Regions from separate parts of the Mus musculus genome. Here region 1 is linked to region 2. A link is a contact called in public HiCAR-type data. All regions are on one chromosome and are shown on one strand. Each heading gives the region's core, a stretch centred on a gene start, on an enhancer-like site or on the middle of the called end of the contact. The rest is flanking DNA. Distances are from core to core; before and after follow the strand shown. Region 1 has its middle 23 kb from the start of Fbn1. Region 2 has its middle 18 kb from the start of Dut.

Region 1 (7,114 bases), core at 1,200-3,699, 270 kb before region 2:
TTCTCTGTCTCATTCATATGCTGGAGATCTGTGTAGGTTCTGAACAGAGAGTTTTCTCAGGTGGCATGTATGTTAAAAGCCCATAAGCTAGATGGGCTTGAGACTTGTCGAAAGCTAATATTGAGTGGTTTGGGCAAGTCGCTGAGCACTAATTCTGAGTTTGAATTAGAACTGGACCAGCTGTTCTTTCAGCCCATTCTGTCCCGAAGCCTAGACTTTGTATTCTCTTCTCTCAGAGGTTCACTGACAGGTCTCTTCTCAGGCTGGGTGGTTCAGGGGAAAGAAGAGAACAGGGATTATGACACAAAGCTAAACTAGCCATGGAAACTTGTACAATCACTTTCTTACCCATCAACTGTTTATTCTGCCCCTCCACTTGGGGGCTGTTCCTTGCACTGAGAATAGTATGGTAAACAAGACTAGACATGGCATACCTCTCACAAGATTCACATGTAAAGGGTAATACATAGACGAACAAATAGATAAATATAAAGGATGATTTCTACTAGGAAGGACCAACCCAATGGCTCATACATCAAAACATGTGATCATGACAGGTGAATTTGGGACCATTTTAGATAGGGTAGGGGTCTTAGTAAGGGTTTCTATTGCTGTGATCAGACACCATAACCATGGTAACTCTTATAAAGGAAAACATTTAACCGGGGTTGGTTTACAGTTTCAGAGATTTAGTTCATTATTGTCATGGTGGGAAGCATGGCAGCATGCAGGCAGGCATGGTGCTGGAGAAAAAGCTGAGAGTTCTACATCTTGATCCACAGGCAGAAGAAGTGAATATCACACCAGGCCTAATTTGAGCATCTATGGCCTCAAGGCCTGCCCCCACAGGGACATACTTCCTCCAACAAGGCCATACTTTCTCCAAAAAATCCACACCTAATAATGCCACTCCCTATTGGCCAAGCATTTGAACACATGAGTCTCTGAGGGCCATTTCTATACAAACAACCAGAGCAAGTTAACTCCCCTTGACATTTGGACTGAAACCTGAAGGAAGAACATTCATGTGATGACCTGGTGGAGAAAACAAGAAAAACTTCTGATGACTGAGGTGGCATTATACCCACACTCAAAACATAGGCACCACTTTCACAGTGTGGAGACTAGAATGTACCAATGCAGATAGAAACAAGTCTGTATGGGGTAAGACTAGAGGGGTAGCCATGGCCAACTTTTCAGTGCCACGGTGTCCACATTGGCTCTGCTTAGAGTAACATTTGCCAGAGGCTGAGATGAGACAATGGGAGTGGGAATCTTGGAGATGAGAGTGAGTCTTGGGCTGAAGTAGATGTTTGTGAGTAATCATTTATTTTTCCACCCTCTAACAGCAGGAAAATCCCCCATAAACAGACAGAAATGAAGTAAAAATACCCCCCATCTCTCTTTCTGTATGTGTGTGTTTCTTGACACAAACTCAGTGGGGACCAGCAGAAATGTTGAGACTTCACCTTTGGAAGTTTCCTCCTGTGTGCCCTGGACTGAAATGCTCAGAAAGAATGCCCCATACATAGCTGCAAAGTATTCCAGGCGCCCCTCCTCCTTGGCTTTCACAGCATGCCCAGGCACTGTGGAAATCTCACAAGAAGTAAAGATGAGGAACTTGATGGATTTTAGAGAACAGAAGGTCTGAAGGAAACTATCCATTTTACAGACAAATGAGATTCCAAGAGATCAACCTTAACACAAAGCCATTTGATGTGTGCAGGTATCTAAAATCCTGAGTCTCCTGATTCCCAGTGAAGAGGAATTCCTTTGTCTCTTTAGTTCATGTGTGTGTGTGTGTGTGTGTGTGTGTGTGTGTGTGTTTGTCCAACCAACATGGATTGTAAAATGCTCCACTGTGAGCCCTGTGGGTGCAGCATCAGGTCTGATAAGAACTTACCCATTGGCACACTCATCTGCCCAGTCATTGTCCCCATGCATTTAGGACTCTAATGACAGAAGGTCTCCAAGATGCTTTCCAATCTCCCAGTGTCTGACCCCAAGTCTTTTCTCATCAGGCATTTGGACAGCAGACAGGATTCCTGATGGTGAGAGAGAACCTTTTGGACCGACTTACCTCCTTCTGGCAGAAACACCACCCATCAAACCAGAGGGGAGTAAGAAATTACAAGAGTTTAGTCATCTAAATTCAGAGAGGCCAACGTCTGAGTAAAGACAGACTCAGCTTCTTAAATGTAACTTCTCGGAAACCACCCGACAAGATCAAGATGGTGAACCCCTTAAGGGCTGGGAATTAAGGGCCCCTTTTAGCTAAGACTCCACCCTTTTGGGGAGACCCTTGTATCACACATGCAGAAAGTATGCGAAGCTGGAACATGATGTTTTCTGGGATGGCAGCATCCCAGCGGGTTCCATCTGAAGCTCAGGGCTGGGAGGGGTGATATTGCCTTGGCTGGAAATTAAACAGTGACTGTGCAGGCTTGAGGGAATTCTACTAAGGATGAGGTCACCCCGCTGTGCCGGGCTCTTCACACAGCATGCTATCTGTCACAGAGGGTTAGGGAAGGAAACTGTCAACATTCCAGCAAGTCTTTACCCCTGAATGATGGTCCCTCTCCAGCCATACAGGAACCCCGTGTGTGGAGCACGGGTTCCAGATACAGCCGATTTTACTTCCCGTTCTCTACAGCAGAGGTGTGAAAGGCCGCCCATGGTGGCTCACCTCTTTAATCCCAGCACTTGGGAAGCAGAGGCAGGCAGATCTGAGTTCCAAGCCAGCCTGGCCTATATAGTGAGTTTCAGGACAGCCATGGCTCCACAGAGAGTCTTTGTCTACACACACACACACACACACACACACACACACACACACACACACCACAAAACAACAACAATGAAAAAGAATGCAGCCTTTGCTTTCACTCAGTCCATGGTTTTCAAATGCCAACTCGATGACACTAAAGAGGTGGGACATTTGAGTGGTGGTCAGGACAGATGCTGTCCCCTCCTCCCCCCACCCCCCTGAAGACTTGTAGAGGAGAGTTGATTAGGAGGGTGTGGTAGCTGAATCCCATGTCCCTGTGTATTGTCTTGTCATGTGATGCTTTCTACTATGTTATGATGGAACAAGAGGGAGTCCTTGATCTTGGACATCTCAGCTTCTAGAGCTGTACACTGAACGAGTCTCTATTCATTATAACTTCCGCAGTCTCTTGTATTGTGTTCCAGCAACTGAAAGACTAAGATACCATATCCACTGGGACTGAGTAACAACAGTGTGATTTTTCCAGGTTTCTTTCTTCCTCCAATTCTACAGTGGAGGAAGAGCTTCCAACAGGTTAGGGCTGTCCTAAGTAAGCCTGACACTTCCCCCGAGGCTCCCTTCTCCCCCTATGGTGTAATCTGGCTTACACAGAGAGGATGCTGCTGCTGCTGCACTCTTGGCCCTCTGGAACTGTGACATATATGAACTTCTCTTCTTTACAAGTACCTGAATTTGGGTACTTTGTTATCGAAACAGAAACTAACCAATACTCTACGGTACTACCAAGCATCCCCCCATCAAATACACTGCTACCGCACTTGGGAATCCACATTTGTGCACATGGATGCATTATATATTCCCAGGCACAGCTTTGCTTTGGTGTTTCTGACTACATAATCTATGTTCACTTGAAAATGTTAATTAAATCAGTTAATCCCTGTACTCAGGATGCAGAGGAAGGTGGCTCCTTGGATATTTGAGGCCAGCTTGGTCTACAAATTGATTTCAGGGCCAGCCAGGGCTACACAGTGAGACTGTGTGTGTGTTTGTGTGTGTATGTGAGAGAGAGAGAGGGGGAGGGGAGGGGAGGGGAAAGGAGAGGAGAGGAGAGGAGAGGAGAGGAGGAGAGAAGGAGAGAGAGAGAGAGAGAGAGAGAGAGAGAGAGAGAGAGAGAGAGAGAGAGAGAGAAAGAAAGAAAGAAAGGAAGGAAGAAGGAAGGAAGGAAGGAAGGAAGAAAGAAAGAAAGAAAGAAAGAAAGAAAGAAAGAAAGAAAGGAAGGAAGAAAGGAAGAAGGAAGGAAGGAAGGAAGGAAGAAAGAAAGAAAGAAAGAAAGAAAGAAAGAAAGAAAGAAAGAAAAGAAAAGAAAGCAAGCTGGCTCTTAAAAAAAAAAACCTAGTAATTTAATCTTCTCAGAAGAAAAGCAGTTAGTCTCTTGGAGGAGTTCAGGCATCTTCAGAAAAGGTGCTTGCTTATCAACGAGTTCAGACTGCACACACATGTGCATAGGAGAAGAGTCCTATTATGGCTGTAAACATGAGATTTGCCTAGAAGAAGTGGAATATGGCTCTAATCCTTTGGCAATATATTTAGCTTCAAACCCAATGAGCTAAAAAATCTGTTCCTCCGTGAATATAAATTGACTGTCATGAATCTGAGTACTGAGTGAGTATGTGTTTATTTCTGTCTTCATTCGTGTGTACTATGTATTGTATAACATTACCTCATATGCTGTAATCATCACATGTCATATATGAGATACAGAAACCACACCACCAGTGTCCCACTAGGTATCAAAGCCATCCAAGTCTAATTAAATTATTGTACAGAATGTGCAAACCTCAGAAATAAGAAACTGAATCCAAATATTTGAATATCCTCTTCTATAAAATCACAGCGCTGCTATTTATTAATTTTCTATAATTTTAGTTTAGATACTTTTTTGTCCCTCTTACTTTTAAATATCACCTCAGAACAAACTAATGAGTGATCTGCAAGGCAGTCCTCCCACTGAACTAACTCAGATGTGAGTTATTGCTTAGGGACTGGCCATCATTTTACTTCACGGTTCTCCAAAGTCAAAAGGCTCCATTCAGTGCAGAGCGAAACCACGCTCCTTTTCACTCGATATCTATGTATATAAAGAACTCAAGAAGGTGGACTCCAGAAAATTGAATAACCCCATTAAAAAATGGGACTCAGAACTGAACAAAGATTTCTCACCTGAGGAATACCGAATGGCAGAGAAGCACCTGAAAAAATGTTCAACATCCTTAATCATCAGGGAAATGCAAATCAAAACAACCCTGAGATTCCACCTCACACCAGTCAGAATGGCTAAGATCAAAAATTCAGGTGACAGCAGATGCTGGCGAGGATGTGGAGAAAGAGGAACACTCCTCCATTGTTGGTGGGATTGCAAGCTTGTACAACCACTCTGGAAATCAGTCTGGCGGTTCCTCAGAAAATTGGACATAGTACTACCAGAGGATCTCGCAATACCTCTCCTGGGCATATATCCAGAAGATGTCCCAACCGGTAAGAAGGACACATGCTCCACTGTGTTCATAGCAGCCTTATTTATAACAGCCAGAAGCTGGAAAGAACCCAGATGCCCCTCAACAGAGGAATGGATACAGAAAATGTGGTACATTTACACAATGGAGTACTACTCAGCTATTAAAAAGAATGAATTTATGAAATTCCTAGGCAAATGGATGGACCTGGAGGGTATCATCCTGAGTGAGGCAACCCAAAGGAACACAAAGGAACTCACACAATATGTATTCACTGATAAGTGGATATTAGCCCAGAAACTTAGGATACACAAGATATAAGATACAATTTGCTAAACGCATGATACTCAAGAAGAACGAAGACCAAAGTGTGGACACTTTGCCCCTTCCTAGAAATGGGAACAAAACACCCATGGAAGGAGTTACAGAGACAAAATTTGGAGCTGTGACGAAAGGATGGACCATCTAGTGATTGCCATATGCAGGGATCCATCCCATAATCAGCTTCCAAATGCTGACACTATTGCATACACTAGCAAGATTTTGCTGTAAGGACCCAGATATAGCTGTCTCTTGTGAGACTATGCTGGGGCCTAGCAAACACAGAAGTGGATGCTCACAGTCAGCTATTGGATGGGTCACACGGCCCCCAATGGAGGAGCTAGAGAAAGTACCCAAGGAGCTAAAGGGAACTCCAACCCTATATGTGGAACAACAATATGAACTAACCAGTACCCCGGAGCTCTTGTCTCTAGCTGCATATGTATCAAAAGATGGCCTAGTCAGCCATCACTGGAAAGAGAGGCCCTTTGGACTTGCAATCTTTATATGCCCCAGTACAGGGGAATGCCAGGGCCAAAAAGGGGGAGTGGGTGGGTAGGGGATTGGGGGGGTGGGTATGGGGGACTTTTGGGATAGCATTGGAAATGTAAACAAGGAAAATACCTAATTAAAAAAAAAAAAGAAAAAACTGTCCTCCCATAACCCCTCAAACTGGTTCTCTTTGCCTATCTAGGGCATGCTAAGGCATTTGGTTATCTGAAATTTTCATGACCTTGAAGATCATCAGACCCAGAACTTGGTAGGTTGGTCACAGAAGAGTGTATGGTGTGGCTTGGCCATTGCTGTGGTTTTATCTACAGAGGTTAGACGAGAGAACACGAACTCTGGCCCATGCCTTTTTGTGCAAGCCCTTTATCCTCCAGGGCCCACACCCTATAACACATCCTTTTACTACATGGCCACGCCCCTCTCTGACACACACGTTATGAATTCTCCATCTTCCCTGTATGTCTCAGGGTGGGGAACAAGCAAGAGAGACACAAGAGGTGGATTAAGATACTTGTGTCTAGAATAGTTCTGTGCTGCTTGCCTGCCTCGGAAGAAACAGAGGGCAGAGGGCCTCTCAGAACTTGTCTCAATCAAACCAAAACCAACAGGGACAAGAAGCCCTTCTTCTTAGAGGCCCTCTCCCCTTCTGCCGCTAAAGCAAGGTCTCAGGGTTCCTGATACCCATACCTCTGCTTAGGACATAAAAAACATGCATTTGGCAGCCTGAAACACAGACATTTCCTGGGATAGTTGCTGTCATCGAGAAGGCAATGGTCAGTGTAGGGTCCCCTGGCCCTCTTAGCAGCTGTTCGTGCCAGAGTCATCTTGTCCCAGCCAGCTAGGAAAATGCACAGTCTCAGGGTGGCTAGGCCCTGAGTCTTCCCAGACAATCAAAGGGAAAGAAAACTGGGCAGACGTTGCCAGTCTGAGCTGTAATTTTTGCCCTTTAATGACAAGTTCTTGTAATATGAACTCATTTCCCCCAGAAAAGGTTGTATTTCTGCCTCCCAGGGCTTACAAATAACTCCTGACACATTTTTGA
Region 2 (6,184 bases), core at 3,614-6,113:
TGATCAAGTGCTTGTGAGTAGACCTGACCTGTGACATTTCCAGGTCAAAGCACTGAAGCCAGGGATCTGAACCCCATGCTTTCAGATGAGGCTTGATGCTGAAATGAATGGAAGGCTTAAGATGGAAACAGTTTGAACTGAGGGGTAGCTTGGTGGTAGAGAGTGTGCAGAACACACACACACACACACACACACACATCAAAGCAGTTTGTATCACAAAGTTACTACATGGAGGACAGCTGCTGTGGACAGTTTCCTTCCTTTCAGATACCCACGAGCCAGAGAGACATCACGTATTTAAGCCACTGAGAAATGGGGTGCATTCATTTTGGTAGCATGTTCCAGCAGAGACTGACATACAATCTATAGAAAAGATTTCTAACTACACTATTTCTTAGAAAGCTCATGACCACTGTGTAACTTAGCAGTTCCACTCCTAGGTGATAGCTCCTAAAACAGACAAGACTGCAACAGCCATGTAGAAATTCCCCAAATAGCTTGTATTCATATGGCAAAAACAAAACAAAACAAAAAAACCAAAAACCAAATGGAAGAGTTAGCTACTGAAGCTGGTCCCAACACAGAGGGTTCAGTTGTAGAGAAGAACAAGAGAGCACGCCATCTGAACCTTTAGCATGGCACTCAAGAACAAGCACAGCTGTTAATGGCAGAGTGAGATGGTGATGCACATCTGGGATAGAGCGGAGGGTGGTGATGGGTATAGATTAAGAGACATCTAAACATGCTAGAGTAGGGGATGTAAATGGTCCATACTCTAAATCCTGGCACAACCTTTCAAAAATTAGCATACAGAGTCATGAGTTTCATGCTGGCATGTTCATATATTCTTTGTTCTTATTCATTCTCCTTCCTGCTCACCGGACTTGGTGGAGGTTTCAGGAACATGCATGGACACAAAACTTTAATGGACTGGCCACTTAAGCTCATTATGATTTCTGTGTCTGTTTTACTCCAATCTAAAATGTAAGTTTGAAACCAGGCATGGGGGTGCATGCCTTTAATCCCAGGAGGCAGAGGCAGGCAGATCCCTGAGTTCCAGGCCAGCTTGGTCTACAGAGCAAGTTCCAGAACAGTCAAGACTACACAGAGAAGAGCAGGAGAGATGGCTCAGAGGTTAAGGGCACTGACTGCTCTTCCAGAGGTCCTGAGTTCAATTCCCAGCAACCACGTGGTAGCTCATAACCTTCTGTAATGGGATCCAATGCTCTCTTCTGGTATGTCTGAAGACAGTGACAGTGTGCTCATATACATAAAATAAATAAATCTTTAAAAAAAAGGACTACACAGAGAAACCCTGTCTTAAAACAACAACAGCAGCAACAACAACAGTAACGCTTAGTGTTCAGCAGTTATGAGAATTACAATAGGTGTCAGTATGAGAATACCAAGTGCTGTTGAAGATTTTTAAAGCTGTAATAGGAAATGTATACCTACTTGTCAGTATGAGACCTTCAACAAGTAAAACTGAGTGATTCCTGTACAGCTTTGATTTCTTTGACCTTGCCGCCTGCAAGCCCACCAACTACTTTCTTCCAAGGGACAAGGAGCACCTATTACATCTACCAGATTTCCACTGCAACCCTAGACCACACAGACCATAAATTATACCCATAGAGATGGTTCTGCTAGCTCAAGTCCATGAGTGAAGAGAAAATGGCCCATGGGAAGAAATCCAAATAATTTTAACTTTCTACCCTCAACCAAGGATAAAAACAAACAAACAAACAAAAAAAAAAAACCACTATCGTGACAGGCATTAAGTGTTCAAGAGAGATTCATGGTCACTTTGACTCTGTTTGCATGTCTTTGGCCACTGTGTTTGTTGTGAATACAGTAACTGAGGGTTGGGTAAGCTTCCGTGTTTAGGCTAGATGCTGCCACGGGAGAAGCACAGTACTTAGTTTGCTCTGCCTCTAACAACATTTGTTTGTGTAAGTCAGATCACCTCTTGACCTATAAAAATGAGCATTGCTAAATAGGGGCTGGAGAGATGGCTTAGCAGTTAAGAGTACATTGCTACTCTTCCAGAGGACCCAACTTAAGTTCGTAGCACCCATGTCAGACAGCTCACAAACCACCTGTAACTCCAGCTCTACAGGGGCCATTGCCCTCCTCTGACCTTTGTGAGCACACTCGCACACTTGACAAACATTCAGACACACATACAGAGACATGAAAATGAAAATAAACCTTTACAAGATTCCTAAACAAAGCGAGGCGGTGATGGCGCACGCCTTTAATCCCAGCACTGGAGAGGCAGAGGCGGGAGCGTTTCTGAGTACGAGGCCAGCCTGGGCTCTACAGAGCAAATTCCAGGAGAGACAGGGGTAAGAGAACCGTAAACAATCTCAAATGTGGTGTGCTACGGAGCAGAGTGGTGTGTGGGTGTGAGCTGCACGGTGACTGGTCGGTGCTTTACAAAACACTGATTCTACTTCAGACTAAGCGGATGGACACACATTCGGATGCTTTAAACGTAGAGAGCAAGTAGCAAGAGGATAAATATTTCATATTGATCAGCATTTCTTCCCATTTCCTCTTTAGTGGGCAACTATTTAACCACTTAAACATATATCCTGTAGGGAGCTGGAGAAAGAGCTCAGCAGTTAAGACCTCTAGTTCTTCTAGAGAGCACGTTCAATTCCCAGTACCCACATGAAAGCTCCCAGACAGCTATGTCTCCATTTCCGGACAAACAATGCCTTCTTCTCTGATCTCCCAGGCATCAGGCAGGAATATATACACGCACAAAGGCAAAACATTTATACTATAAAATAAAAATAAATAAATCTTTATAAAAATTCATGTAGAGTAAAAATGTTTTAAAGCAATTAAAAAATATTTTCTACCCCATTACAAACATGAAGGACAATATATGACAAAAATGTCATTGAGTCTTGCATTTGCATTAAGGTGGTAAAGCTGATTACAACACAGACTATTTTCAGGTCCTTCAGAGATATGGAAAGTTGGACTTCAAGCCCTCCATTCTTTCCTAAGTTCTCACTAGAATACATAACACGCCATTAATTCCAATAGGACAAGATTTGTAAGGTCTTCCCTGTATAACTTCACAGCAATGATAAGGATAGTGGATTCTACCAAGCACTTCCTGGGGAGTAGGCCCTGGGTTAAGCATTTTGCAAATTAATTTATTTGGGCTTAAAAAATACTATCCTGGGCTGGTGAGATGGCTCAGTGGTTAAGAGCACTGACTGTTCTTCCAGAGGTCATGAGTTCAAATCCCAGCAACCACATGGTGGCTCACAACCATCTGTAATAAGAAACAAATAATAAAAATTAAAAAATAGTTAAAAAAAAAATACGGTCCTAAGCAGTATAATTCCCTTTGTTACACTGAAGGCAGAGAGGTTAATTAGCTCACCCAAATCTGCAGCTGGTGAAGGGCAGGGTTAGAACACAGACAGTAGACTCCCAGGCCTGGCTAGCATTACCACTCTCCAACAAAGCTCAGGCTGCCAGCAACTGACAAGTATCATAGTGGGTTTTCACAATTTCTCACTCGAAAGCTAGATTTTTTTTAATGTACGTTGGCTTTTTCTTTAAAACATAATTTGCATTTCATTATGTCATATTATAACTTCATATAAAAAGTAAAGATTGCAAAGTGTACTATACCAGTATCTACGTGTCAGCACACTTCATGATTTTCATAAAGGGGGCAGCTCAGCAGGGCTTCCCCTTGGCTGTGGGGCGTGTGTGTGTTTGGTACAAATGAGGTAAATCCTGGTAATACAATTCAAATCTCCTTGGACTTGGTTCTAGAAAAGAAAACATACCTGGTGGCCAGGGAGTCGTAGGAAAGCTTAACAAGAAGACTGAGTTAACAGCTGTCTCTGGGCTTTAGCTACAATGATGGCTGCCACATCACCCTTGAGGCTTGTTGTCTGTTACTCTGATCACAAGGTCTTTGGTAGAAGACTACCTTGTTTGTTTGTTTGTTTGTTTGTTTGTTTTAATAGGGTTTTTCTCTGTAGCTCTGGCTGCCCTGAAACTCACTCTGTACAGCAGGGTGGCCTCAAACTCACAGAGATCTGCTTGCCTCTGTTGGAACTATTTCTAGGCTTAAGGACTGCTGGCAGGTTCCTTTATCACCACCAAGTTCCACCAGTTCCTATTACTTAGACTTTTGTCGGTGGTGGAGACTTTGAGAACACTGGCAGAGCAGCCAAGGTGTGACTGTGAGATGTACTCCCTGATACCTTGGGTTGTCCCCATCTGTTTTCTTCAGGATATAATTAGTTCCCAACATCTGGAGGTAAATAATTAGCAGCCATCACTCATTAAGTGCAGGAGATGTCCGCCACATGCTCACTGTCATAATGCTCACATTACTGAAAAAGAAAAGATAAGCCAAGAGATAGAGAGACCAGGTGCATTTTAAATGGCGTCAGCTGGTGGCTTTTGGTTCAGACCTCTGGTGCAATGGCCTTACAGAACCCACCCGACAGCAGACCAGAGCTGGGTATGTAAGATCACACAATACAGATATTTTTTCCATTCTTCCACGTGAGTAGCAATGCAACCTCAGCCCCAACATGGCTGTTGGTTTGAAAACAATATGTTTTAAAGATCTGAATAAAATGTCTGCAAATACAAGTGCCACATTTTGTCCAGAGGAGCCAGCTGGGAGAGTGTGGCAGCAGCAGCAGCAGTCCAAGTGCTCAGGGCTTCATCCTTTCAGGAACATACTGACAATTATTCCTAGTTGTTGTTTGTGATGACAAAGCAAGCTGATAATTCTCTCCCAGCTCTCTCACATCTGCACCAGGAAACGTTTGAAGATTGGAACCCTGTGAGGTACTGAGGAAAGCATTCAGCTCTCTCACACTCGAGGTCACACAATTTTGCAAGTCAAAAAAACGTTGGGAATGCCAAAAACATCACGCTGTGCACTACCAAATAAAAGAACACTGTTATTCTTACAAGGGGAGACTTGATGGGACAGGAAGTGGGCAGGCCTGCGACGTTTACTAATACCGAGGCATTTAACCCGTCGTGCAGCCAAAATACAATGACAGCTTAAAACAAATAAACAAACAGCTGTGACACAAAACAAAACCACTGGGGACATGGCCTTCACTGAATCCAGCTATTAGATTTTTGGCAAATACATGAAGTGGGTTACCTCAGACAACTCCAGGGAAAGTTCTAGAAGTCTTCTTGTCCCTGCTACATGCATTTCACGCAGATAATTAAGATTAAGGCAGTTTTAATTTAAGGTTAGAAAGTTCAAACAAAGAAGACTTGATCTTAAAATGTTGTAAGTGATTTCATTAAAGGGTAATTCTTGAAAAAGCCACATTCTCCTTAAAATAGGGAGGGGGAAGAAGAAAAGAGAAAATGGAAGAAAAATCTAGTTCCTTGGCATAATTTTCATTTTTGTTTCAACACAGCAGGAGGGCAGGGCCCGCTGGGTTCTCGGCCTTCCTAATGCCAGGGGGCGATTAGACAAAGTCCACAACCAGCCAAACCTTAAGGACATAATCTCACTTTTCAAACAACTCCTGCCCATTTGCTCTCAAATGTTGCTACATCCCATCTTCTGCCAGGCTTTGGGTCCACTGGGAGTCTTCAATTTATAATTGAGTTGGTTTTTTTTTTTTTTTAGTTAAAAAGCAAACAGAAAGTGACATCTAGTGGGCACCTGGATGAAAGCCTCTGCATCAGTGGTTCCCAGCCTTCCTAATGCTAGCACAGAGCCTCACGCTGTGGTGACCTCCCACCGAAATGTAAATATCTGACATGCAGGATGTCTGATATGCAAGCCCTGTGACGGGGTCGTTAAATACCCCAAGGGGTCACATCCCACAGGTTGAGAACTGCTTCTCTGGATGACAATTTCAATATTGTATTTTACAAATATTTAATTATTTTGATTCTCAAATAGTCTTTTATCTTCCTAAGATGGAAATAAAAAAAAACCTATTTGATAAAAAGACTGTTAAGAATGGCAAACTGTAGAGCCGGGCGTGGTGGCGCACGCCTTTAATCCCAGCACTCGGGAGGCAGGGGCAGGCGGATTTCTGAGTTCGAGGTCAGCCTGGCCCACAAAGTGAGTTCCAGGACAGCCAGGGCTATACAGAGAAACCCTGTCTCGAAAAACCAAAAAAAAAAAAAAAAAAAGAATTGCAAACTGTCG

The links. HiCAR-type assays count read pairs that join an accessible place to other places.
Region 1: a HiCAR-type map of fibro-adipogenic progenitors shows a contact between it and region 2, with 2.3 times the contacts expected there. The contact joins two enhancer-like sites. A contact is called at or near these places in 15 of 39 promoter capture datasets (the 3T3-L1 cell line, 3T3-L1-derived adipocytes, the HPC-7 cell line and 9 more), 2 of 484 Hi-C or Micro-C datasets (pancreatic cancer cells and trophoblast stem cells), 3 of 115 datasets of contacts at active chromatin or transcription factors (fibro-adipogenic progenitors, large pre-B cells and trophoblast stem cells) and 1 of 9 other capture datasets (embryonic stem cells).

Annotation. Positions count from the first base shown.
Region 1 is chr2:125,526,131-125,533,244 of GRCm38.p6, reverse strand. No RefSeq gene overlaps it. Among named protein-coding and RNA genes, the nearest start is that of Fbn1, 23 kb to the right of the region's middle. Within about 2 kb of position 2,449, at least 57 of the 459 cell types and tissues checked have an H3K27ac peak or open chromatin away from gene starts, as enhancers often do. A contact at or near this core is called in fibro-adipogenic progenitors, where this site is marked.
Region 2 is chr2:125,262,745-125,268,928 of GRCm38.p6, reverse strand. No RefSeq gene overlaps it. Among named protein-coding and RNA genes, the nearest start is that of Dut, 18 kb to the right of the region's middle. Within about 2 kb of position 4,863, at least 37 of the 459 cell types and tissues checked have an H3K27ac peak or open chromatin away from gene starts, as enhancers often do. A contact at or near this core is called in fibro-adipogenic progenitors, where this site is marked.